Regions from separate parts of the Mus musculus genome. Here regions 2, 3, 4 and 5 are each linked to region 1. Evidence: chromatin contacts called from public HiChIP or PLAC-seq data. All regions are on one chromosome and are shown on one strand. The core of a region is the stretch at or near the end of the contact, and the rest is flanking DNA. Distances in the headings are between cores, read along the strand shown. Region 1 overlaps Fbln1 (fibulin 1). Region 2 overlaps Wnt7b (wingless-type MMTV integration site family, member 7B). Region 3 overlaps Nup50 (nucleoporin 50). Region 4 has its middle 29 kb from the start of D130051D11Rik. Region 5 has its middle 28 kb from the start of 7530416G11Rik.

Evidence for each region. HiChIP or PLAC-seq counts read pairs in DNA pulled down with a chosen protein or histone mark.
Region 2: a FOXA1 HiChIP or PLAC-seq map of pancreatic cancer cells shows a contact between it and region 1. The contact joins two enhancer-like sites. A contact is called at or near these places in 9 of 39 promoter capture datasets (the 3T3-L1 cell line, 3T3-L1-derived adipocytes, the C10 cell line and 6 more), 9 of 115 datasets of contacts at active chromatin or transcription factors (T-cell acute lymphoblastic leukemia, embryonic basal ganglia, embryonic forebrain and 6 more) and 1 of 9 other capture datasets (pancreatic islet).
Region 3: a contact with region 1 is called in a FOXA1 HiChIP or PLAC-seq map of pancreatic cancer cells. The contact joins two enhancer-like sites. A contact is called at or near these places in 2 of 484 Hi-C or Micro-C datasets (CD8 T cells and embryonic stem cells) and 3 of 115 datasets of contacts at active chromatin or transcription factors (embryonic stem cells, pancreatic cancer cells and thymic regulatory T cells).
Region 4: a contact with region 1 is called in an HNF4G HiChIP or PLAC-seq map of pancreatic cancer cells. The contact joins two enhancer-like sites. A contact is called at or near these places in 2 of 115 datasets of contacts at active chromatin or transcription factors (pancreatic cancer cells and stem cell-derived neural progenitor cells).
Region 5: an HNF4G HiChIP or PLAC-seq map of pancreatic cancer cells shows a contact between it and region 1. The contact joins two enhancer-like sites. A contact is called at or near these places in 2 of 115 datasets of contacts at active chromatin or transcription factors (cardiomyocytes and pancreatic cancer cells).

Annotation. Positions count from the first base shown.
Region 1 is chr15:85,228,759-85,231,458 of GRCm38.p6, reverse strand. It overlaps Fbln1 (fibulin 1), which reads right to left. Exons shown (of 17, transcript NM_010180.2): 5 at 1,843-1,899; 6 at 559-660; 7 at 1-42. Among named protein-coding and RNA genes, the nearest start is that of Fbln1, 24 kb to the right of the region's middle. Within about 2 kb of position 1,313, at least 65 of the 459 cell types and tissues checked have an H3K27ac peak or open chromatin away from gene starts, as enhancers often do. A contact at or near this core is called in pancreatic cancer cells, where this site is marked.
Region 2 is chr15:85,568,531-85,571,299 of GRCm38.p6, reverse strand. The region is part of intron 1 of Wnt7b (wingless-type MMTV integration site family, member 7B); the gene reads left to right. Among named protein-coding and RNA genes, the nearest start is that of AU022754, 11 kb to the left of the region's middle. Within about 2 kb of position 1,424, at least 51 of the 459 cell types and tissues checked have an H3K27ac peak or open chromatin away from gene starts, as enhancers often do. A contact at or near this core is called in pancreatic cancer cells, where this site is marked.
Region 3 is chr15:84,931,244-84,934,220 of GRCm38.p6, reverse strand. Nup50 (nucleoporin 50) reads right to left here. Exons shown (of 8, transcript NM_016714.2): 4 at 503-686. Among named protein-coding and RNA genes, the nearest start is that of Nup50, 9.3 kb to the right of the region's middle. Within about 2 kb of position 1,645, at least 14 of the 459 cell types and tissues checked have an H3K27ac peak or open chromatin away from gene starts, as enhancers often do. A contact at or near this core is called in pancreatic cancer cells, where this site is marked.
Region 4 is chr15:85,662,118-85,665,214 of GRCm38.p6, reverse strand. No RefSeq gene overlaps it. Among named protein-coding and RNA genes, the nearest start is that of D130051D11Rik, 29 kb to the right of the region's middle. Within about 2 kb of position 1,319, at least 37 of the 459 cell types and tissues checked have an H3K27ac peak or open chromatin away from gene starts, as enhancers often do. A contact at or near this core is called in pancreatic cancer cells, where this site is marked.
Region 5 is chr15:85,529,573-85,532,475 of GRCm38.p6, reverse strand. No RefSeq gene overlaps it. Among named protein-coding and RNA genes, the nearest start is that of 7530416G11Rik, 28 kb to the right of the region's middle. Within about 2 kb of position 1,560, at least 21 of the 459 cell types and tissues checked have an H3K27ac peak or open chromatin away from gene starts, as enhancers often do. A contact at or near this core is called in pancreatic cancer cells, where this site is marked.

The DNA of each region.
Region 1 (2,700 bases), core at 64-2,563:
CCAGCCGGCAGTTATGGCTGCCTGTGATGCATTCATTGATATCTAGAGAGATTAAGGCGATGCAGAAGTAACCAGCAAGAACAACCAAGCCTTAAGCTTGAGCAGAAGGAATGTCCCAGAAGCCATGGTGGATCTGGCTTCCTGCATTCATCAAGTTGCCCAATCAAACTGAGCTGAGTCTTGCTGTGGGCACATCTGGAGAGGGGCAGACACCAAATCAAGCTCTGTTAAGTTTCAGATCTCTTTGAGTAAGGGCCAGACCCTAGAATCATGGCGTCTACAAGACTCCCACAAAGGAGGTCGCATGCATCATCCCCATCTCTTAGACAACGGGAAAGGCAGAAAGAAAGATCTACCCAAGGCCTCACGGCAGATCCTGAACCCAGGTGAACCCCAATGCAGCCCTTTGCCCACACTGTATCTATAGTCTTCTAGAAGACAGCCTTGTCCAGGCAGCACGCAGGTCCCAGCTGTGTTCCAGGAATGGAACAAAGGTTGTGCCACGCAGGCCTGCTCAGCAGAGGCTCCGAAGCACAGGGGCTAGCTCTCAGATGTTACCTTCGCAGGAGACACCATCCGACTGCAGCTGGTAGCCCACAAAGCAAGAGCAGATCACCTCGTCCCCAGTGTCACGGCACTGCTGCTTACAGGGCCCGCCACCTGCAACCAGAGTCCATGGGAGCTAGTGAACAGACTGAGCGACCTTCAGAGACCCTTCCAGGATGCACGGACACAGAAAACAGGCTCCTTGCCACAGCCACGTGTGGTCCTTGGGACACTCCCAAGCCTCGGCTCTGAGCGTCTCCGGGGCCTCTGAAGGCAGCAGAGGTCTGACAAGTTAGGAACCTTGTGTTGCTTCTGTGGTTAGAGTGGACCTGGGGAGGCATACTGCTCGTGGTCAACAAGAGGCCTGGGGGGAACAGGCTCCACCTGGAGGCAGGGCTCTATCAGAGCCCATGTAACTCTCAAGGGTTTCCAGCTGCCCATTCCTGCTAGCTTGCCCATGTCCATGTCCGGTGCTGTGACAATTGTGGGTACAGCCTCTCCCTGCCTGGCACCTCCCCTGTGACTCACACGGGATACTTCGAGTGTAACCCCACTGGGATGATCTGTGTTTCCTTTGCCACAGCCTGGCTGGCTATCAGGGGCACGCAGGCCTTACAGCGATGGTGGCTAATGGATCCTCCTAAGTTGTCACACCGGCTGTCACTCTCGCAGAAATCATCTGTGGCCACCCAGAGAGGGCTCACTCCAAGCTTCCTGGGAACTCCTTATCTCCCTCTCCCCTCCCTCCTGGCCTCAGCGCAGGTTGACACTGAGTGCTGGCGCTATCACTTTGTGATTAAGCTGCCTGCATACCTAACACCCAGTCGCAGAGTGAACCCTTTGGGTGGAGCTGCAACAGAACGGTCAGGTTAGATGAGCCAGAATGTTCTTGAAGAAAAAGAATTTAGTTAGAAAAGGCTGCACTGCGTGGTCACTCTAACGTAAGTGCAAAGGTCTCCTAAGAGACCATGACTCTACAGGGACAAGCGGGGCTCCAGGGACACACAGATAAGAAATAGCTACTCTCCTGGGGCATCGCAGCCTTGGAGAAGTATCATCACCCACAGAGCCCAGGAGCTTGCTGGCACTGGAGTGCTCACACCAGTCCTGCCTCCATAAGCCACTGTCCCCGACAGATCCCCCCGGCTCTGAGCACTCAAGGGTGGAAGAAACAGGGAGCCCCAAGGGCCCCAAGAACAGAAGTACTTTCCAGCTGAGTCTTAGCAGAAGTCAACACTATCCCCTGGGCTTTCATAGCTACCTACCAAAGGACTCCCACAGATCCCAACATCTCACCTCGACAGCGGTCATTCAGGTACGGGTCTTCTTGGTCCTCCTCGTCAGGAATCTTAGCTAGGGGTAGAGAGATGACACAAGATGACACAAGCACCTGCTCCTCCTGTCAGGACCGGACACATCCGAGCACACCACACTCGTTCAACTTTGGTAAATGTACCCTCACATGAAGGGGCAGGTAAGCTCTCCCAACACACAGCCTGAATTAGTTATCGTAGTCGGTGAGTCTAAAGCTCAAGAGAGATGTGAATGAGGTAAAATTCCCAGCAAGCATAGTGCACGGATTGCCTGCAGCTTCTCAGGGCTTCCTGCACGACTCAGGAGCTCACAGTGTAAGAGAGCGGATGAAAGAACCAGGGGGTCGGGGCTGGAGAGATGGCTCAGCGGTTAAAAACACATCTTTCTTGCAGAGGACCTGGGTTCCGTTCCTAGCTCCCACACTTGGCTCACGGCCACCAGTAGTTCCAGTTCCTGGGGCTCCAATTCCCTCCTCTGTCCTCTAAGAGAACTCTTCTGACCATGGAGGGCACACGGTATACATATATGCAGGAAACACTCATACTCAGAAATATAAATTAAAAACAACAAGAAATTCCTATATCACAGAGCCATGGCCCTCAGGGCTTCAAGCACAGGTGGCTGTAGTCAATGGGGACAGGTAGAGCTGGCCAACAGAACTGCTTCTGTGGTCCCACAGCCCTCTGAGGAAGAGCCTGCCACCTGAACACAGATGCACCCAGCCACTGGCTCACACTGGCCAAGACTCAAAAAGGCCAAGTCCTCCCTCCACTACTGTTTGTCATGTGACCTTACACATCACTGTTTGTCATGTGACCTTACACATCAAGGCCTTCCTGA
Region 2 (2,769 bases), core at 175-2,674, 340 kb before region 1:
TGGGGATAGAGATGTGATGCTCTTGTAGGATGTAGATGTCGCTGCCTGGCTTGGCACTGCTCTAACAGCTCTGAGGCCAGCTTTAACAGGGAGAAAGGTAGGTAGATAGGTAGGTAGGTAGGTCTGGCCAGCCACCTTGTGACCTGTATGGAGGTTCAGTGTGTTCGTCATGATATACTCTTGGGTGCGGCTGGGCATGGACTTGAGGTATCCTTGGCTACTTGAGATCTTGGTTTTCCATCTGGGCGTGGCTCTAGAGCCCTTCTGGCAATTCCTACTGCGTTCACTTGACTCTTCACACTCCTTTAATTTACCTCAGCCTTTCCTGCCCACCTTCTTCCAAGTTCACACAGAACCCTGCAGCTCCCATAGCGGAGACCCTGACCTCCTGTTAGTAAGGATGACCCAGGGAAGGTTTTCCGGAGTAGGGTGACCCGAGATGCTTCAGAAGTCACCTCTATCAGTCTGAGGTTGAGGCAGAGACTGAGGGCTGGGCTGAGTCTGAACACCTTCTGGGAGGTTCACCTCTAGCAGGAAGTGCTGGGACTTTCCAAGAGCTGACCCTCCCCAGGAGCCAGATTTGTCAACCTGCTATCTCTGTGTTTCTGTGGTCAGGTAGACCAGGTTGGCCTGTGGGGAAAGGATGAATCTAAGCCACCGTAATGTTCCAGTAGACCGGAGTGCTGGAGTGGCCTTCTTGTGGACCAAGCAGGGCTGACATTCCCTTTGGTGACCCTGCCACAGGGTGGAGCACCAGATTAAGCCTGCCAGCTTCTCGGGGTGACCTTTTGAACCTTTGGATGGGCTTGAATGTACCATGGCCAAAGCACTGTGCAAAATGAGCGAGCCTGAGGTTGGTTGGGCAGGCAGGTGGTGTAGAGAGAGTGCTTGCCAGGGGCTCACAATTCTAGCTGCTATTTACCCTGTCACAGCTCTGGGACAGAGATGCATAGCATGAGGGACTCCAGGGACACAGCCCTGAAAATGCTCAGGAAGAATAGTGCTTAGATGTCTGTCCTCTTGCAGAGGGTGAGGTACAGGATAGATAGAGCTGGACAGCTTCCTTCCCTTCAGGCTGTGGCGCCTGTGGCGGCCATGCCTGAGGTTCTGCGTTTCCTTCCTGGCATGGTTGTGGTAGAGTATGTGACAATGACTCCACCTGAGGGAAGTCCTTTTGTGTGTGTGTGTGATAGCCCTGCTCCAGAGGCAACATAGGTTGGCGGCTTGTAGGTCAGTGATGCTTTCTGGACACCTCCCCCCCCCCCACACACACACAGACAGAGCAATGGGACAGGGTGTGTAGTCAGGGCTACAAGGCCAGACCCCTCTTCGCCTGTGCCTTCCAATGCGGGGACTCCTGTAGCAGGAAGGAACAGGGTAGCCACAGCTGCAGCGGGAAGGTATCAAGGAGGCAGAGACAAAGCCTTTGGTTTTATTGCTGCCAAGCTACTATTCAGCCTTGGACCAAACACAGCCCTTCTTTGAGCATCCTCTGGAAAATGGGAATAATGGGCTGCTAGCCAGGCTAGCCACTGGGATTGAGTGGCCCCCTTCCCAGGGCATTCATTCTGAGGCTGCTGACTGGGGAAGCCATCAAGGTCATGGGGAACATCCTAAGGTGAGGGATCATGGTACAGTCCCCAGGGGGCTTCTGACTCAGACAGGCCCCAGCTGTGATGACAAAAGATGTCAGGAATGGGCAGGCTCCTGGCTGAGGCTCACACTGCCCTGGGTGCTTGCTGTGTGGTCAGGCAGGCCCCACCCTCTCTAGGCTCTGTCTCCCACCTGATTCTGCATAAGAACTCAGCCCTGCCTTGAGGTCTGTCTGTAGAGAGATGGTGACTTGCTGTCCTCCATGTGTGGGACTTGGTCCCCAGACTCACAGCTCAGAACATACTCAGTATCCCAGGAAGTGCTGGCTCAGCCATCCAGTGTTTAGACTCCCAAACTGGCGGTAGGCCAGTGGGGCCTGCCAACTCCCTCCCACCGTTTACACCCACCTGTCCTTCTGTCCCTATGTCTCAGGTTGGTGTCTTGGCCAGCCATGCCTTCAGGGCACCTTGTATCACATAGGTTTTAAAGCAAGTGCCATGCTGGGCTTATGGGGGGGTCTCAGCACCAGTTGGGCTTCAGCCAGCCTCACAGCCTCGGGGGGGCCCTGGCATCTCTGAATGTGGCTGTCTCCATTTGTACTGTAGGAAGCAAAGAGTATGGGCCAGGGGAGCCACCTCAGCCTCTGTGCTGGGCCTGGCACACACACACACACACACACACACACACACACACACACACACACACGGTGTTTTCAAAGTGAGAACTGAGCAGGGTCAGACAGGCTTCTTGGAGGTGGAGGCACAGTGGACCCAGGAGTCCCATCTGACTGCTGGAGAGACAGGGTACCCTTCTGAGGGCAAAGACCTGATCCATTAAGGCCAGGACTTGGTATGTTATGTTGGGCCCTGCGTGCCAGGAAAGGCCCTGAAGTTTCTGAAGTCAGAGGTCAGTCAGTGAAATGACAGTGACCCCCATGAGGACTCAGTGAACCCATTAGCCCCCTTAAGCTCTTTGCCCATGTCGCCATGTGCCACTGGGTGGGCGTGGCTTTCCCATCTTCAACCACCCCAACCTACACAGGCTTCCTGCTCACCACCCCGCTTCTCCCAGACTGCCTTCTTTCTCTCCAGGGTGGGGTCCTGGGATGCCTGGCTGGAATGTTAGCTATGTGGAAGGGTGGGAAAGCCCTTAGCAGAATCTCTACTCTCTTGCCTG
Region 3 (2,977 bases), core at 396-2,895, 300 kb after region 1:
GGAAACTGTGATCAAAGACAGTATCACCCCAGTTTCCAATGGCCATTGTGGTGGGAGGTACACTAAAAGGCCCTTGGCATGCATGAACCAGGAAGTCAAACTCTTGAGTCTACAAAGTGCTTCCTTGCTGAGAGTCAATTCCAGGGTCTGGGGGCTATGAACTTGACACTGAAGTCACATAGCTGTCAGCTGGCAGAGCCAAGAATACAACTGCTGTGTCAGGTACAGAGGTGTGCTCTGCTGACCATCTCGTCCCATGCACCTCCCCAGTCCCGTCCTTTAATGGTCCATCCAAGGACACAGCCCTAGAACCATCTCTCCGGCTGGGTCTGGTGGCACACACCTATAATCCCGGTCAGTCTTTAGAAAGCTGCAAGAGGAGGATTGAGTTCAAGGTCATCCTGAGCTATACTGAAAGACCCTGTCAAAGACAGACGATTGGGTAGCAAAGTTCTCTTTCAGCATCAATTTCAGAGAGGGCTGGAGAGGAAGGGCTACTCACCAAAGGCTGCCTTGGGCTCTGCTGCTGTCTTTACATTGGAGAAGGGCGTGGCATTGTCTGTGCTGTTTCCATTTGTCAGTCCTTCCAGAGGCTTTCCTCCAGAGCCACCAAATCCAGAAAACCCTCCTCCTCCAGAAGGCACAACCAAACCTTTGAAACCTTTAAAGGCTCCTCCGCTATCAGACTGAAACACAAAGAAAGCACTTTAGGCAAGCAGACCACCTGGCCCCAAGTAAACATGACCTCAGACAGCAGTGCTGCGTGGCTGACAATGGTCAGAGAAGCTACTAGCACATAGCACAGCCCAGGCAGGAGAGGAAAAGATGGTGCCTCTAAGGACAGCTGTGTTACAGCTGCCTTCCTGAAACAGCCAGGAAAGATGGTACCAAAACAAATAGAGCAAATTCATGTACCTACTCCCAAACTTCAGAATAACTGAAAATATTCCCAACACAACCAAACTGCATGTACTTTTCCAAAGAACATTTGCCTTAAGAAGCTTCAGAAACATGAAATTAGATTAATTAAAAATATTTAGCCGAGCATGGTGGCTCAAGCCTTCATCCCAGCAATGAAAAAAATTGGGAGGCAAGCAGATCCCTAAGTGCCAGGCCAGCCTGGTCTACAATGTGAATGCTAGGACAGAGAAATCCTGTTTCAAGACAAAAAGAAAATACAGTTTACCTAACTTAAGCATTTTGGGGTTTTCAAGCCGTTCTTGGCCTACAGAAGTCCGAGGAGACCGCGCTGCATATTCCAGCCATTCTATTGGTTAAGCAGCCCAGTGCAGCCTGCTCTCCTGTTCCTTGCTGCTCCCTTGCCCTGTCTCTAGCAAGCTCTTCCCTTGGCAGTCTATGCAGTCAGCAGAGGCGCTGTGAACCACTCCTATGCCCTAGGAGAGTCAGGAGTAGTGTGGAGAGAGCTCTCTGCCGACTGCTTCACTTTTCTGAGGGAGGAGACGTTCAGTGGGTAGGAGTGCTTGCTGTGCACACATGAGGACCCGAGTCAGAACCCCCAGGTTCAAGGAGACCCTGTCTGGAGGGAATAAGGTGCACAGAACAGGAGGACATCAACTGCTATCCTCTGGCCTCCATGCAGTGCAGAAGCATCCATACCCAGACACACCCTAAAAGTTTAACTTGTCATCTTCTGACGCAGTGGTTGGGCTGATAGCACTCCGCCAGTTCACCAGAATGCAACCTGATCCTATGTAAACAGCCAAACAGGAAAACCCAACCACGCCTACTTAGTTTTAATGTTTACAGCTACGGACTCAGCTCAGTGGATAAAGTGCTTACCCTGCAAGCAGGAGGACTGAAATCTCAATCAAGGGACTCTAGGTTTACCAAGAGTCCCAGCCTCAATAAATAATATGAACAGAGATCAAGAAGATACAGGATGTCAGCTGCAGACCTTTATACACACACATACGTGTGCCCATCATATGTCCACACAGTCAAGCACTTGTGCACATTCACATGTATACTGATTAGAGCAGTTGTGGAGTAAAAGTCTGTATTAAAGCTGGCAGGCACACACATGACAATTCTACAATACATATGTGTACTTTTTCTTTTTATAGTTGGTGTACCAGCTATACCAACTCCAAACTAGAGTTCCCAAATAAATGAACTATAATTAATCAATCAATCTCCTCCCTCTCTCTCTCTCTCTCTCTCTCACACACACACACACACACACACACACGCGCGCGCGCAAATCTAGTCCCTCTTCCATTTCCTACATAGCTCATGTATGTCCTGGTAGGCTTTTGTACTTTTGACAATCTGACACAAGCTAGAGTCATCTGGAAAGAGGATCCTAGATTAAGAAAATGCCTCCTGTAGGCAAGTCTGTGGTTTATGTTCTTGATTAATGATCCATGCGGGAGGACCGACTTCCTGTGGGCAGCATCACCCCAGCAGGTACCTTAGTGGTGTAGTCAGGCACACAGAGGGAGCCGTGAGGATCATGACAGTAAGCACGCCTCTGCTTCAGTTCCTGCCAGAGTTCCTGCCCTTTCTCCCTCCATGATGGGACAACGATAAGCTGAAATAAACCTCCTCATAAGGTACCTTTATCTCGGTGCAGCAACAGATACCCCAACTAAAACATACCAGTTAGCCTTAATGTTACAGTTTTTTTAAAAAAACAGTTTTAATCACACCTACAGATTTTCAAATGTTTAGTGACCACTGGTATTTTTATAGTATTAAAATAAAGAGGAATGGGGCAGGAGAAATGGCTCGGCGGTTAAGAACAAATACCGACTGCTCTTCCAGAGGTTCTGAGTTCAAGTCCCAGCAACCACTTGGCAGCTCAAGCCATCTGTAATGGGATCGATGCACACTTCTGGTGTGTCTGGAGACAGCTACAGTGTACTCATATAAAATAAATCTTTTCTTTAAAAAAAAAAAAAGAGAAATGAAAAATCTTTTTTTTTTCTTTTTTTCGAGACAGGGTTTTTCTGTGTAG
Region 4 (3,097 bases), core at 70-2,569, 430 kb before region 1:
ACTAGGGATTTACTCAAGGAAAGGGAATATTTAACTGCTGCAAAAGAAATATTCAAAAGAAAAAAAAAAACCCAATGCTTTCATTTTGCTTCTGGCTATTACAGTGATTCCTGCTTTCAAAAGAATATGAAGTTTATTTTCCTTAAGCAAAAGAAAGTGGTCATGAAGGCCACTGGACATGAAAAGGTATTACTCTTAGGAAATACATATATATATGTAATATGTATATGTAATATATTATATATAATGTATAATATATGTGTAATATATTATATATGTAATATATAATATATTGTAGTGTATTATATATGTAACACACACATATATGTGTGTGTATATATATATATCTTTTAATGACAAATGCAGATTTTGAAAATGTACTTTGAGATAACCAGAAACACGAGCAGACATTTCACTGTTACACCCTAGTTCTCCATGTTATGCAGAGGGGAGGATTTGAGTTCACACTGAAAGACTTCACCGTTGTGAATGCCTAACCCATTAACCAGTTTTTCAGCTCGGTACTGGAAATTCTCAGCCTGATCTGCCTCCCAGCCGAGCTCTGCCCAGAAGACTTTCTCTCTAGGGGAGGCGGTGGACATGGATACGGCCAACTCCTTTTCTCCCTCTCAAAATTTTAAACTTGGAAACTTGTCCTGGGTTGAACACTGAATTTACAGCAGGACCCCAAGGCTCACAAGGAAATGTCACGAGCTGGGAAAAAGCCTGTCGGCGCACACCTGGAGCCACAGATTCAGAAAACCTAGCCGGCTGTAGCCAAAAACCAAAACACTCGGCCTGCAAACAGCCTACAAGAAACATAGAGTTCTTTGATGTGACGAGAAGAATTATAAATACAACCAACCGCTCCAAGGCAGACAGGTTGAAAGAGACTTTAAGGCAGTCTGTTGGTGCCTCAAACTTTAATACTGAGGACGTGAAGTGTTAGATTCATAGAGGTAACATACGCGTGTGTCTGTGTCTGTGTGTGCATGTGTGTCCATATGTATGTGCACGTGTGCGTGTGCGTGTGTGCACGCGCGCGTGCGTGTGTGTGTGTGTGTGTGTGTGTGTGTGTGTGTAGCAATAACACTTTGGTTTCCTCTGTGGCCCAACGGCGATCTTAAGCCCTTATTGGATAGCCCTCAGCCAGGTGCAGGGCAGGCCCTATCTGTAGCCTCTCCTGAGTTACACCATTTCTCATTACACCTGTGCCAACACCTCCCCCCCCCCCAAATCGACCTAGATCACAGACAGAGGCCTGATACAGCAGAGCTTTCCTTGCAATAAAAGCTGTGCTTTGTGAATGAGAGCCCAGCTCCTGGCTCAGCCACTCTGAGAGCTTCAAGGTAGAGCCAAAGAGTGTAGCCTATGCTCAGGCTCAGACAGAGGACAATTCCCTTTGCCAGGGTGGGCACAACTGTGAAGGCTGTGGACAGACAAATGGCTATCTGGTACCCCAGAGGACCATCGACTCCAGTCTCCCAAATCGGGGCCATCTTGTTATCATTTTTAAAGGGAGAGGTTGAGATTCTTCATCTATGATCAGTCCTCCTTCATTAGAGCCAGCACAGAGGGGTTCGACATGGTTCAAGTCAACAACGGCATTGCTATCCCATAAGCACTGGACACTATAGGAGCTGCTAGGTGTTTTAATCACAAATGACTCCCTCACTGGGGGGGGGGGCGGGGATCTCAGAAGGTAGAAGTGACCGAGTTGCTGGTGTATACAGCAAGCCCCTCACAACGTACATAGCATGACAGGGATCCCTGTGTATACAGCAAGCACTTATAACTTACACAGCATGCTCCCACCTCCTCTCATCTGACCCTCCCAACTCAAGAGGAACAACAAAAAAGACCAGACCTCTTGAAAGACTGAGGCACAGCAGGCAGAGAATACTGACAGGGCTGGATATTACACAGACCTGGGACCCTAACCCGGTCACACATATGCGCTTAAAAAATAAATAAATAAAGGAAAACATCACCATTCACTTCTTCCAATATAGACTTATTTCACAGATAAAAGGAGTTTCCAGAAAGAAAAAAAACAGCAGCAGCAGCAGCAGCAGCAACAACAACAACAACAGCAACAACCAGAATCCCTTTGAAACCTCAGGCCAGAGCTGCCTTCAGCTGGTTCAGCTTGGGCAAACCTCCCCAAACTGAGCCTGAAGCCAGCTTTGGTCATCTGAGGTTCATCCTGACCACCTCTTCAAAACCAGCCTTGAGGTATAAAAATCTCAGACACGTGCTCCTCATCGTGCTTTTGAGCCTCCTCATAAGAAAGTCACGTGGACTGACCTAAGGGACCATATCTCCAGGGCTCTGCCTCATTCCCCCAGAAACTAGAGCCTTCTTAACCAGTGAGCCAGAGTGGTTCCCAGGGCCATGCCTGCTTACAGTCACTCTGGGGCCTGGCAAGTACTTGTCCCATGGTCTCAGTGTCAAAAGAAGAGCGGTTGATGCAAATGTGTGGGAAACCTGAAGGTCTCCTCTGAGCAGTAAGGTCACAGAACACTTTTTCCTGGGGGTCCTCACATTCAGGATCCTCAGCATCCCACCAAGGCAACCATCAACGGCGGATTGCTAACTGTCTCAGAAAAGAGTAAGGCTAGGTTAATGCCATGGTCACTGGTGGAGTGAAGACTTGGGGAAGGCCTGAAGAACGAGGATAATTTTTCCATATGGTGCCCTTTCCAAGCTGTGGCACATTGAGCACGGGCAAAGTTGCCACGCAGCTCCCTCCACTACTACTGGTCGTGGCAGGACCCCATCCCAGAGCCTTTCCTACAATACTAAGGCATGTCCTGGCAACTCCAGAGTGCTTGGCCTTCCCGGAGGCAGTTTCTACCCTGCAAAAAACACGTTCAGAATGGAAACCCACATCTTGAAAGTCTTCCTGGCAAAGCCTGGCAATAGTTAAAGTTGGGAACAAAACTTTGAAATAACTGAGAAATCAGGCCAGAAGACCTTGCCCAGAAGAGCCAAGGGCTGCAGGACTCTCCGCCATCTTCAAAAGCATCGTCTTCTAAGAGTCCTTTGCTTGTTTTGTTTCTGCACCTAATTACAAGAAAGTGCCTTTTATAAAAAT
Region 5 (2,903 bases), core at 311-2,810, 300 kb before region 1:
AGAGGCAGGATGTCTGAAGAAGACACTGGTGAGGGGCTAAGCTGTAGACTGCCCTACTCCCACCTCGGGACACAAGGGGTGCATGTTGGGGAGGCTGCCTAGTATCCTCTTTCGTTGGGCCTTTACCTTAGTGAGACCCACTGGAGCCCAGTGCTTGCGGCCTTTGAAGAAGGCTGCAGGTAGGGGATTGAGTGATCTCTCACTCCACCTACAGGAGGCTCAGCAGGAGGGCAGCAGGGCTGGCTTTTCTCCAGGGGCCAGAAACAGATGGCCTTCCTAGACAGCTGATCCCTCCTGGATGGCCAGCCTGCTCACCTGAGGCCCAAGGGTGGCTTTAAGGACCCTGATTTTTCTTGATGAGCTCTGTAAAGAGTCATAGCTGAACCTTTGGAAGCCCTTGGCCTGAGCTGTCTGGGGCCCAGTTCCCATCTCCCCTCAAGCTATGCTAGCCTCACACCACTACCACAGTGCAGGCTAGGAGCCCCGCCTGCGGCCCTTCCCGGGCTCCAGCTTTTTCTGTGGGACACAGCATCCATACTGTCTCAGGTCTTACAAGGTCTCTGGTGCCAGAGCTAGAATGGACCACGGTGAGAGCTCGGAGCTGAGTCTGAGATGGGCCTTTTCCAAAACTCAGAGAGCCTCAGGCTGGGGAAAGGCCAGCAGAGTGGGGAGCCTCCCAGAGCAGCAAGGAGAACGGGGCATGGAGCTGAGAATGCTCTGCAATGGCTTCCAAAGGCTGAGGCTTAATCACAAGCTCGAAGAGAGAAGAAAGGGGGAAGGGAGAAGGGAGAAGGAAGGCCTGAGGAGCTGAGGTAAACTGAGAGTCAGTGGAGTGGGGGTGGGGTGGAATTTGGAGAGTGAGAGAGCTACTCTGAGCTGATGACTTTCTAGAAAGTTCCATAAGTGTAAAAAGGAACCTAGCTTTTTGAGCCCCATCGCTGCATTCCCAGGTAGCTTGCAATTTGGAGACCCTTTGGACAAAGGGCTAGTTTCTCACTGTCCTGTAACCCCAAGCTGCCCATAAGGTGCCACTGTTAACAGAGAATGGTATCTACAGTCCAAGAGCCACCAGTCTACCAGGGTGAGGGCCCGAGGGCTGAAGGCTGGGCTGGAGTGTTCTGACAGTGCTCCACACTGAAAGTGCTCCTTGGGTCTCAGTTTTCCCTGCCCAAGGGGGACTTTGCTTACCCTGAGTATCTCATTAACCTAGGGAGGATTATCTGAACTTGGTGGAGCACTGCCCCATCTTCCCCTTTACACCAACAAGGCCACCATCAAAGGCGTTGAACTCATTGTCAACCAAGCTGAAGGATGCATTGGGACCTGCCAGCCCACCAACGGCCTGACACAGAAGGGGTGACCCACTCCCACGTCCCCTCCCTAGTTCTTGGACAAAAGGGATTGATTCCATCTCAGGGACAAATACTGTGGAAGGAATGGCAGCCACAAGGACAGCTGAGTCACTGGGACATCATGGAGACAGGGCATACCTCTGCAGGGAGTGGTACTGTCCCATGTTAAAGTCCCATTCTATGGGGAACGATAGTGACATCAGGGGCTGTAGGTGCTTCTCATCTTGGGGACTTAGGGATGGACCAGGAGATCTAGTCAGGGACTGGCGATGACCTCAGGCCATACCAGGTCTTCTGAGCCTGAAGGAGCACACTCCTTGTCACTAGAGGAATCCAAGCATAGTTAGATCACCAGAGAAGGGGAGAGATGTTCTGAAGTCCTATGAGGGTGTGTGCTCAGGCCCAAGGTGTTAGCAGTCTCATTCCTGTGGCAGAAAGGGGCTGGATGCTTCATTTTCTAGGTTAGGGAGACAGACTCTGGGGAGATCAGTCTGACCATGACTCCTGGCCCTGACCCCACAGGTTGCTAGGCAACAGAAACTCCTTGCCTCCGCCTTATCCATGATCCCATGGAGAGTCAAGGTGCAGCTAGGACAGTGTTATGGAGACTCAGAAAGCTCAGGTAGCATGAGGGGTGGGGGAAGGCAGCCAGGGTAGGTCAGCGTTGCCAGTAGCCTAGGGGCTGATGGCTATGTAGAGCTGGGAGGGCTGGAGACAGGGTGCAAGCCTGTGGCTGAGTACATGCTTGGAGGAGATATGGGGGGAGGGGCAGATGGAACACCGGCAGAGGGACCCTGCATACCTGGGGAAGGGGACTGGCAGCTATGCAGTTAGATGACAGGAAGTTTCACCTTGGCCTTTTCTCCTAGTGTCTGGGCTTTAAGGGGAAGAGAGTGAGCTGTTGGGGCCTTTCAGCTTTTCAGGAGAGGTATAAGGGGGTGGTTAGACAGCAGGGGGGAGAGTAGAGTCAGCACTGTGGCTCAGGTGTGGTGCAGCCACAGGGGATACAGCGGGATTCCATGCATATTTTTCAGGCAGAACAATTTCCTAGAGCCCTGTAGGCAGGTCCTGGAAGAGTCCCAGAGAGGACAAGGTCAGAGGAAGCTGATGGTAAACCTGGCTTAGGCTGGCTCCTCAGCTGTCCGTCAGATGTGTGTATGTATCAAGTTCCGGGGATGGAGAAGAGCCAGGGTGAGGGCCTCCATCTTGCTCAGAGAGAGGCCTGGGACCTGGAGGCACCTGACCTTCAACCGCTGGGACCTGCAGGCAGAGGACCCGACTTGGCCTTAGAGATGGTTTGCAGTAGGGGCCTCTGGGTTGGATGGAGCACTGTCTGAGTCAGGTTTCATGTCAGCTGGCTATGTGACACTGGCCCCGGTTTGCCTCAGTTTCCCCCTTCCGCTTCTCTAGGCTGAGGTCATGGTAGAGAGATTCCACCTGGGGTTGTGTCAGAGTGAGATACATTCACTCTGAGGCTCAGGGCAGCAGTGGGGCTGCCTGGAAGATTAGACGTTGGAATGTGTGCCCATAGAACTTTACAGTTTACAGTGG